2 separate regions of the Mus musculus genome follow, and region 1 is linked to region 2. A link is a contact called in public HiChIP or PLAC-seq data. All regions are on one chromosome and are shown on one strand. The core of a region is the stretch at or near the end of the contact, and the rest is flanking DNA. Distances in the headings are between cores, read along the strand shown. Region 1 has its middle 110 kb from the start of Gm40186. Region 2 holds the start of AI606473 (expressed sequence AI606473).

Region 1 (5,011 bases), core at 2,134-4,633, 130 kb after region 2:
TTTTTTTTTTTTTTTTTTTTTGTCAACTTGACATAAGCTCAGGTCATCTGGGAAGACAAATCCTCAACTAAGAAGATGCTCCCATCAGATTGGCCCGTGGGCAAGCCCGTGGGACGGTTTCTTGGTTAATGATTGATGATGTGGAAGGGCCAGCCTACAGGGGGCGGTGCCATGCCCGGTTTAGCCTACAGGGGGCAGTGCCGTGCCCATGCATGGGGTCCTGAGTACGAAAGCAGGGTGCAGAAGTCATGAAAGCAAGGCTGCACTGCTCTGTGATCTCCCTTTCAGTTTCTGCTTCGAGGTTCCTGTGCTGCTTGAAGTTCTGCCTTGACTCAGTGTGTATGAGTGTTTTTGCCTGCGTGCATGTCTGTGTACCATGTGTGTCATGTGTCCTCAGAGACAAGGAGAAGCATGTCAGAAGCCCTGGAAGTGGAGTTAAAGAAGGTTTTAAGGTACCATGCGGGTGATGGAAATTGAACCTGGGTCCTTTAAGAGCATCCACTACTCTTTTTTTTTAATTGGGTATTTATTTCATTTACATTTCCAATGCTATCCCAAAAGTCCCCCACACGCTCCCCCATTCACTCCCCCACCCACCCACTCCCACTTCTTGGCCCTGTCGTTCCCCTGTACTGAGGCATATAAAGTTTGCACGACTAATGGGCCTCTCTTTCCACTGATGGCTGACTAGGCCATTTTCTGATTCATATGCAGCTAGAAACACAAGCTCCAGGGGGGTACTGGTTAGTTCATATTGTTGTAGTTTGGAGCTGTGACGAAAGGATGGACCATCTAGAGACTGCCATATCCGGGGATCCATCCCATAATCAGCTTCCAAACGCTGACACCATTGCATACACTAACAAGGTTTTGCTGAAAGGACCCAGATAGAACTGCCTCTTGTGAGACTATGCCGGGGTCTAGCAAACACAGAAGTGGATGCTCACAGTCAGCTAATGGATGGATCACAGGGCCCCCAACGGAGGAGCTAGAGAAAGTACCCAAGGAGCTAAAGGGATCTGCAATCCTATAGGTGGAGCATCCGATACTCTTAACCCCTGAACCATCTCTCTAGTCCGCTGGCTGCTTCTGGGCACTAAAAGAAGTTGGACAGGCCTGTCTGGGTCCTTTGCTAGGTAGGCATTGCTAGTCAATCAGCTGTTCCCTGACTTCTAGGGCCTGAGACTGCTTGAATGGGTCCATGTGACTGCTTTCTGAGGGCTAACCTGAGCAAGGTGGGCTGCTCAGATGTTTTCTGGGCCATAGACCTGTTCATTGTCTATTCTAGCTCAAGTTTCATTATTTATCTTCATATGAATTTCTCACAGCTGAGAAACCTCACTCTGGAGCCAACAAGGGTCCATCGTGGGACAAGAAAGGAGTGATTCTGAAATGTCGGCTAATTTTAGTGACCTAGCCTGCCTTTAAAACATGCTATGTATTTAGCTGTATTAGGAATGTGTAATATAACAATTAATGATAAAAGAGGCCATTAATTTGGAAGAGAGCAAGGAGTTTCATGCGAGGGGTTGGAGGGAGGAAATGGAAGGGGAAATGATGTAATTATAAATCACACACACAAAAATGAAAGAAACAAAAGGGAAACCATGTTGGTGACTGGAGTACAACTCAGTTCTTAGTTTGTTCAAAAGTGTCCCACATGGGCTGAGGTTGAGACCCCCAGTGTGATAGAGTCCGCCAACATTTGTGGACTTCCGTAGCGTGGTATCTCCCATCAATATGAAGTTTATCTTCTCACCTTAAATACAGACACCCCGACACTAACTGAGCTTTCAGGTAGACATAGCTCTTGAATAACTGAAGAAGAAGCTCAGCTGAGAGGCAGCTGAGCCTCGGGATAGTTACAAAAACATGTGTGCATGCATATGTGCATATGTATGTTCATGTGTATGTGTACAGATACATATACAGATGCAGGGCCGGGGCATACCATATTGCATGTGTGGAAGTCACAAGACAAGCTTGGATGTCTGTCCTAACTGTCCACCTTATTTGAGACTGGCTTTCTTCGTTCACTGCCCGGCCTTCCGGGCTCAGTGGGCAGAGCTTCTGAGGATTATCCAGTCTCTGCCCCCCTCCCACCTTAGGAGTCCTGGAGTTATGGGCATGAGCCACCACATCTGGCTTTTTTAGGGGGGATTTCTGGGGCTTTGGACTCAGTCCAGATGTTACATGGTTCTACTCTGATCCATCTTTTCAGCCTGGTATATTCTTTTAGGACATTAAATTTTAGGGTTGTTTGTTACACAGCTGAATCTAAGAGAAGTATGGAGAAGTTTGGTATTATGTGGGAGAGCTACTTTTGTTTTGTTTGTTTTTAAGCTTCTACTGTTACTGCTTTTCAAAAAAAAAAAACCTTGACTCTGAAATGTCTTCTCTACAGTGATTCTATGTCAGACTTCCCTTCCTTTGCAGGCAAAAAGATTGAGGCAGAAAGGGAAGGGGCTCATGTCATTTCATAAGAATCTTCCTCCTTTCACTAGATAAATGTTTCTATGGGCTGACCACAAAAAAATCAAAGGAGCCACCTTCCTGCGTACAGGCAGTCATCCGTGCACAGTTCATGTGAAGTGCATCAACACCCTAAACTCAGTGGACCTCAGTTTCGCAGGTTTGAGTCCAGACTGAAGAAACACCTTTTGTTCGAACAATATGGTCACAGTTAAATATTCCTGGGAAGTATCTGAGGTCTGTTACCCATTTGTTTAGTGACAATCCTGAAATGAATAAACTTGAGGGTCACATACTAGGAATGCTAGCCCTGAGAAGGGCTGCTGTAACTCGTCTTAATTGTACAACCACACATTTTAACTGCTTTACAGAACGGCTTCCTTGTGAAATCAGCAGAGATAACACTCTATTGTCATGGGATGTGGAAGTCTGAATTTATTGTGGGAGGTTTGGTTGACTAGCAGGGTCACTAGGGTTCTATTTTCTTTTATTCTCTTTAAAATCTGTCACCCCACATATCTTACAACTCCTTCCAGAATATGTGAGGATCAATACTATTTCATACAAGCTCCTCTGTGATCTTTAAGCTCGGCTTAAATGCAGCATGATTGCTCTTCGTGGAGCTGGTACAAGGAAACAATAAATGTAGGAAGAATTCCTCGTCGACAGCTGAGAAGGCTACCTCTTCTCAAAGCAGTTGGAAGTGTCAACATTATGCAGGGCTTTGCGGTTGTCTTTAATCTTTGGATCTCAAAGCACCTTGCACACAATTTCTGTTAACACACAAAACCCCATGAAATGTTCGTTCTCCTAAAATTTCCCTTTACACGGCCTTTTCTAGGCAATGGCAGTTTTAAGCGTCCTTCACTGAGGTCTTTAGAATTGTAAATGAACAAAGAGGGCTTGATCTCTCTCTTTGCATCATGATTTTTGTGTCTTACGTGGAATGTACATGCCTCTTGATCCTGTCTTCACCCACTGAACACCCGCTTCCCTGGATGCTTTGATATAGTGAGCATGTCTATGACGCTCAAATCCTAGACAGGTGGCAGTCTGTTTGTTCCTTAGATGTTAGGGACAGGATTTGGAGATAGTTTATTAATCTTTTTCTTAAGTGTCTGAAGGATGTCCGTTGAAGCATATGGAGCCGATTCCTACGAGGCACGGGTTTAGCTCTGATTGGAGTCCTCGCAGGCTAGACTGCCTCCTGAATAGCATATGGGAACTTTTTCCTTCTGTTTCTTCAAAGACAATGATTGAGAAAAAAATGAGCTAACGGAACATTCAGCTGAGGCGTGCTTAGGTACAGAGACGTACATGTGTAGAACTAACTGTGAATTTTTTAAGGCACGGAGAGTTTTTCTTTTGTGTATTCATCGACCTAAATCCAGTGGTTAGATGAATCATGTTATTATAGTAGAATGGTTTGTTTTTCTAACTCTCTAGTTTATTGTTAGCTTTATTTCTTTCATTGGTATTTAAGGATCTGATTTTTCTCCTGGAGGATGTTACAAACTATTCTCTTGTTTTCTCATTTTGAAATATGAATTCTGCCCATTCCCCCAAACTCTGTTCTCAGGAAAGAGGCATGCGTTTGTTGTATTAACCCTTAACAAACAATACATCTCAGAGTAAAAGGTGCCATGACTGACAGAGCACACGGTTTTAGTTCAGATATGTGGTGGGCAAATAAGCTGTATTTAGGGACACAGGAACTTTTGCTACATTTCAGAATTAATCTCGTAAGGATTTGCTTACGTACAGAACCACTATTCAAAACAACATTTTGGATAGGAAATCCCTTTATATACTTCAGGCTCAGGAAGCCAGGCACCGTTATTACTGAGTAATGTGAACGCGTGAGTCCCGGGTCTGATAGTTCCTGTTGATAGGTTGGCATCTGCCCCGGCAGCTTCCCGGTCAGAGAGTTCTAATACCAACACTCTAATGTGATCAGGAAGCAAAAGGACTTCAAGGCCCAGACTGTTGCAGCCTCAGTTCTTGACCACTTAAAAAGCGAGGCTCCTTTTTCTTCCCCTATGGCCATGTTATCTTTACAAGAGCACACTGAAGCCTTTAGCTCTGAACAATGATCACGAATCAATGCTGTGCACAGTATCTATGAGCAGGTGAACTGACGGGGTAACGCACCCATGTGGTTTACGTCTCTGTTCTCCGAGAAAAACATCCAGCGTCTAATAATTGGGTCTGGTTGCTGTAGGGTTGGTCGGTGTTATGTGAATAATTGTGTCTAATTGCTGTAGGGTCGGTTGGTGTTGTGTCGGATGGCACTTTCTCTGCGGATGGACAAAGCTGAGGTCATAAAGGCTTCTCTAAGCCCCTTTCCAGAAGAGCAAAATATAATCATCTTCCAGGAGGCTGGAGGAGAGAGAACTTGCTTTCCACGTCCTCCCCGTGGATAGTGATGGGTTGGTCAGGTTTCGGCTCAGCGGCCCTTCAGGCGTCCTGCTCAATTTACTGCTTTCAGTGGTGAATCTCCTTGATATGCACTTCTTCCTTCTGATGGATCTGAGAGAGG
Region 2 (5,216 bases), core at 454-2,953:
ACACTGGTTTCTTTAAGGTGTGAATTGCCACTTAGTGCTCAGTAAGTCAACATTTTAGCTACTAAAGGATTAGTTTTAACCAGTGCAAAAGCGGGCCGAATAATGGAAATATCCAGCTGAATTTAATTTGTTCCATTAAAAAAAAAAAAAAACTCACCCAATGCGGGTCAGAATATTTTAGAGCACGCGGACGCGTCGCTCAAGTGTCCCCAATCCCTGGCTGCACTTTCAGTTTTGTTCTATAAACGAATGCAATCTCTCTGAGAAGTCTAGTTTAGGGCGAGTGGGTCCGCGGATTCCAGCAGCCCACACCCCTCGCTTTTGCGTCCCTTTGTCTCCTTTTCCTCTGTCTTCCGAAAGCTCCAGGTGAGCCAGCGGCCGCACGCCTGGGTAGCCCCGGCGCAGCTGCTCCCGGGCGCGTCTTCGTGGACAGAAAGCATCCAGACAGAAACGCTACCCGCAACCGTCAGACAAACACGAAGCCAGCACTACTCTGCCCATGTCCAGCCGATACCCCCACCCCGGCCCTGCTCTCCAACAGTTTAGGAACCGAGTTCCACCATAAAATGCGAGCACCCACGGGTCTTGCCTCCGGAGTAGGTGACAGCTTGCCAGGTCTCCCCGTTAGGCTCGCCTCGTACTGCGAAATTTGCCCTTTTGGTATTTCCAACGAAATCGTTCTTTTGTCCCTTTCTAAGAGCGGGCGGGCCCTGGAAGACTCAAGTCCCCAGGTCTGTCGCCGCCGGGTCTCAAGCCCCACATTCACCTTATCCGTGGCAAGAGCCAGCGTTCAGCAGAGCGCAGCCATTGGTATCTGGTGCCCTGAGACAAACACCTAGACCCCCGGCCCCTGCCCCAGACTGCCGCGAACAGCCCGTCACGTAGAATACAAGCAGGACTCACGTTGCCCCGTGAGCGTCTTAGGCTCCAGGTTTCGTCTCCCAAATTAGAGTGTCCATGCCTTAGGTTAAGTGAGCCCGTGGGGAGGGGACGGAGTGATTACTACCTAACGCTACTACGTAATAAAAAAAATTGTCAGGTCTGGAGACGAGGCAGTGACAGGTAGTTTCCCAGCCTGGTTTAGGGGCCGGACAACTCTCTTCTCTCAAGGAAACTCCTATTCAACAGATCCCGCCCGGTGTAGGCTCGCTTACCTTCTCGCGGGGAACCGCCAGCTCCGGCACTTCCTTTCCCTCCAGCTTACACACAAACATCTGATCGCTCTTCCAATACATGGCCCCGCAGGCGCTGCTCGTCACATACCAGCTCCAGAGGGTCAGAGGCTGTGGGTGTCCGCAGTGTCCCCTCCTCCGCCCCCAAAGGCCAAGGAAAGCTAACAGGCAGAACAGCGATGCCACCAGTGTGTCTTGTTCCAAAAAGGCCACAGTGACCGTAACCACTCTCTGACCCACTGTTCTTCCTCTCTCAGCCACACTAAGGCCTGTCCCTCCAGGAAAAGAGGGAAAGTTGTGTTTTCCAGAGGGTGGAACCTCGCAGAGAGGAGGGGGTGTGGGGGAAAAGTCTTTTCCTGAAGGGACAGCCTCACCTCCTTATGAAAAACCCGCCTTCTCTACATGTTAAGATCTTTATCTGCACCAGACAACTTACTCTGAGTTCAGTGTTAAAGGTGGGGGGGAATTGCGGATGTCCGTTAACTTGCCTTTTTTTTTTCTTTTTAAGAATAAGCTTTCTGCCTCTGAGTTGTCTTTAAATTCTCGCTCCCCAGCCAAAACCTAAACAAAGATTCGGGTTACAGCTCTTTCAGCGGCTCACGGAGGGAAAGCGGAGGTCTTCTGGATTCCCAAGTCTTAGGTCTCCCTAAATGCGCACCAATGGTTCTCTCTACATTTTCGAAAGGTTTTCCCGTTAAGATAATGAAGGGACAAACGAAGGACTAGATTTGATTCGCGACTAGATTTGAAATCAAGGATACAAGAAAAACGAAAGTATGTTACGATTTTTTTATTTTCTTTAATTCTAGACAAACGGTATGCCATAGATAGACTGCTGCGCACTCCACATTCCCGTGCTTAAGTGTGAACGTTTGAATGTGAGTAGGGTAGAGATAATTTTTATCTGAATTGGAAAGTGTGAGGTTTTTTGTTTGTTTGTTTATGAGGTCTCACTTTGTTTATAGAAGAAAAATTTTGTAAGAAGTTATTTTTTAATTACTTTTATTTATTTGTCCCTTTAGATAAGCAAAAGAGAAACGTTTGGAATTTAAGTGATATAAGAACATCCTGGAGTCAGTTTCTCAAGCCTTATAACAAAACCATGCTTTTGTTACCTTAGTTAGACAGAAATATATGTAGTGAAACACAAGGAAGAGCAATCTTACTCCCTTGTCTTATTTTAGCGGGAGAAGAAGAACCCAGACCAGCCATCAGGGGTAGTGGAGGGGCCAGCAGCAACTAATGCTGACCACACTTTCTCTGGACAAAATGAGCATTGGGGTGGGCAGGGATTAAAGGTTTTCTTTGATTGCCCCTTTCCTCCTTAAACACAGAGGACGTTTGAACATACGCCATCTCGGCTCTCCTTTTCAGCCATTACATACACTTTCATATTAGCACCCTCTGGCCGATGCCCATCAGGAGATCTCCATTAAATTTAGCGTGGAGTATGAGGGACCTGAGATTTAAGAATCGACTGTATTCTGGTAAAGCATAGAACGGTGGAGGTTTGGACCGACTGCCCGAAAAGCTAAATAGTGGTTGTTGTTGCTGCTGCTGCTTCTGTGGCTTCTGCTGCTGATTTTCGTCAAAAGCGAAAATCAGGAGTGGGTGAGGGAATCCACATAATAAAGTATTTTCCATACGATTCTGATCAGAGATGAGAGAGAGAGAGAGAGAGAGAGAGAGAGAGAGAGAGAGAGAGAGAGAGAGAGAGAGAGACTGGTGCGGAATGCTGGCTCCAGCAGGTCGGGCGTTGGACCGACTCCCTGGATGAGGAACTAAAACTAGAGTCTAGCTTGGAGAATTACTTACAGTCTTTTGTGCTAAGTATTGCAACGTAACTCTGAAGTTCCCTTTGCCTGCTAGCGAGAATGGTCTGTGCCGGTCATCTGGAGAGCCCAGCGCGCTAGAGCTTTTGGGGGACATAGGGAGGGGGCGCCGTCGTGTACGCCGCCTTTCCACCCACCCTCGCCTAATCAGGCTGCTCTCAATCAGGTTTTCAACATACTAATCTTGATCTGAGAGCTCCTATCTCTGCATAAGTGGAGGAAATGATTCTTTTTTAGAGGCTTCCGGGCTTAGAGAAGGAGGACGTCAGACTGGAGTCTAAAGGGCTGGTCTGGCGTCCGCCCTGCTCCCGGCGCCCGGCGGGACTGCGAACTCACCAGCAGCATAATTGCCTGTGTCCAGCGCGCTCCAGGGGCTACCCCGTGGTAAGTGCGTTCCCTGTCCTGGCGACCGACCGAGGCTTTGGCTTAGGGTTTGGGCTGGAGATGGGCGGAGCAGAAAGTGAAAGTTTTTACTAGGAAAGTCAAGGCTGAGTTGTGGGGTCTTGGGCCTAATGACCTTCTGACCCTGCATATACCACTTGCTTAAAAAATGTTTAGCTTCTCCATGCCCGCAGGCAAACTAGAACTCACTGCTCCTCGGATCAGACAGAGAAAAAGTTCGCCTTCTGTTCTTTCCACATTTAAGTGTTTGAGGTAAAATTTACAAAGCACTTTTCTTAAAAAAAAAAAAAAAAATCAGAATGAGAGTTTTAGCCCCCGCACGCCAATTGAGATCAATTTTGAACGAAACACAGTAAAAATGTATATATATATTATCTTGCTTGTCTGTAGGTGGGAAAATAAATCGGCCGTGCCTTGTTGGTGCCTTCCTATTGGACTGAAATTTCTAGAAGCCACTGTTCATCAAATGAAAACCAGAGAGGAAGGCCCACTAGGAGGTCGGCCAACACCCTGGATTTCCTGGCTCTCTCAAAGGATTGAATGGGGTAGGAAAGAAAACTATGTCTGTTCCGGGGCTGTGCGGCTCGCTTGCAAGTTCGGAGGCACTAAGTGTGCCCTGCTAAAACCTTGGGGTGGGGTGCAGGAAAGGGTCTGGAGCCCGTCGAGCCAGGCCTTCGTCTAGGACCCGAGAAAGAGAATCTACCTGACACTCAGAGCTTCCACCTTGGCGAAGAGCTCCCTAATTGGACGGCGAGCTGCTGAGAAATCTGCGGTCTTCTAATAACCCGTCTTCTCCTCCTTGGCGATTCCTATCAAAGGCATAAAACTGGTATTTTCATACCCGGCTCGCAAGGCAGGAGCCGTTTATGAACATCAAGCATCAATGGGGCAGAAAAAGGCTGCATTGACAGAGTTCTCTGGAGTTCGATATTTAAAAGCAATAGATCCGAATTAGAAAATTATTACTTGAAGTAGTGAAAGTCCCCGCCAATTTAACTATTGAACTCTGCGCGTCTGAGCTCCATGTGCTAACTACACTTTTGAAGGGACTTATCCCGGAACTTGAGCAAAAGGCAGGTCATACACTGGTTCTCAGCTTCTAATGTTGCCCTCTCTGGAGTTGCGATCCTCCAGAGGGCTGGCAAGGACTCACAAAATCCTAGTCTAGACAGGGCTGGAACCTGGGAAGAAGCCTAAGCGAAGTAGCTACAGTGTCCTGACCAAAGTCTAGCTTGGCTGGGCAGCACTTTCTCCAACCCAAGACCGGAGAGATTCACTTCCTAGTACCGCGCCTCTGCACAGTCGACCCAAGGATTCTGTGCAGTAATGTAACCCAAGGATTATCTGCTGCACTAGGGTAATGTGTGACCTCCGCTCCCAAGAAGGAACTGTCAATGTCCCTGATGTCAACGCTCAGTTTTGATCACCCTGAAACTGCAAGCGAGACACCTTGGATTGTTGCCCACTTCGTGTGCTCATCGGAGTCTGGAAAGTGGAGAAAAGAGAGCGTCCAGAGGTTTTGTTTTGTTTTGTTTTGTTGCTAAAAGCCGGAGGCTAGGAGTCTGCTTCTGCACTCTGTGGCACAGAGTGTGAAACTTGCTAACTTTGGGACTTAAACTGGATCCAGTCTCTGGGGGAAAAAAGAGGTGAGACTATTCTCAAAAGAGAAGGTCGCCAAGAAGGTGGATGCCTGAACACCCGATCTGCTGCGATTTTCTGCTAGTTGAGGCTGAGAACCTGGGGGTGGGGTGTGTGTGAGTGACTTTCTTTCAAGGACACACACACACACACACACACACACACACACACA

What was found. HiChIP or PLAC-seq counts read pairs in DNA pulled down with a chosen protein or histone mark.
Region 1: an H3K4me3 HiChIP or PLAC-seq map of the SCID.adh cell line shows a contact between it and region 2, with 9 read pairs. The contact joins the enhancer-like site here to the promoter of AI606473 in region 2. A contact is called at or near these places in 6 of 39 promoter capture datasets (the 3T3-L1 cell line, cranial neural crest, embryonic stem cells and 3 more), 2 of 484 Hi-C or Micro-C datasets (nephron progenitors and palatal mesenchyme), 7 of 115 datasets of contacts at active chromatin or transcription factors (the SCID.adh cell line, bone marrow-derived macrophages, craniofacial prominence and 4 more) and 2 of 9 other capture datasets (adipose tissue and liver).

The regions. Positions count from the first base shown.
Region 1 is chr3:154,458,213-154,463,223 of GRCm38.p6, forward strand. No RefSeq gene overlaps it. Among named protein-coding and RNA genes, the nearest start is that of Gm40186, 110 kb to the right of the region's middle. Within about 2 kb of position 3,384, at least 4 of the 459 cell types and tissues checked have an H3K27ac peak or open chromatin away from gene starts, as enhancers often do. A contact at or near this core is called in the SCID.adh cell line, where this site is marked.
Region 2 is chr3:154,329,118-154,334,333 of GRCm38.p6, forward strand. AI606473 (expressed sequence AI606473) reads left to right here and starts at 1,704. Exons shown (of 3, transcript NR_040387.1): 1 at 1,704-1,946; 2 at 3,242-3,388; 3 at 3,797-5,216. It overlaps Lhx8 (LIM homeobox protein 8), which reads right to left and starts at 1,443. Exons shown (of 9, transcript NM_010713.2): 1 at 1,155-1,443. The coding sequence starts at 1,235.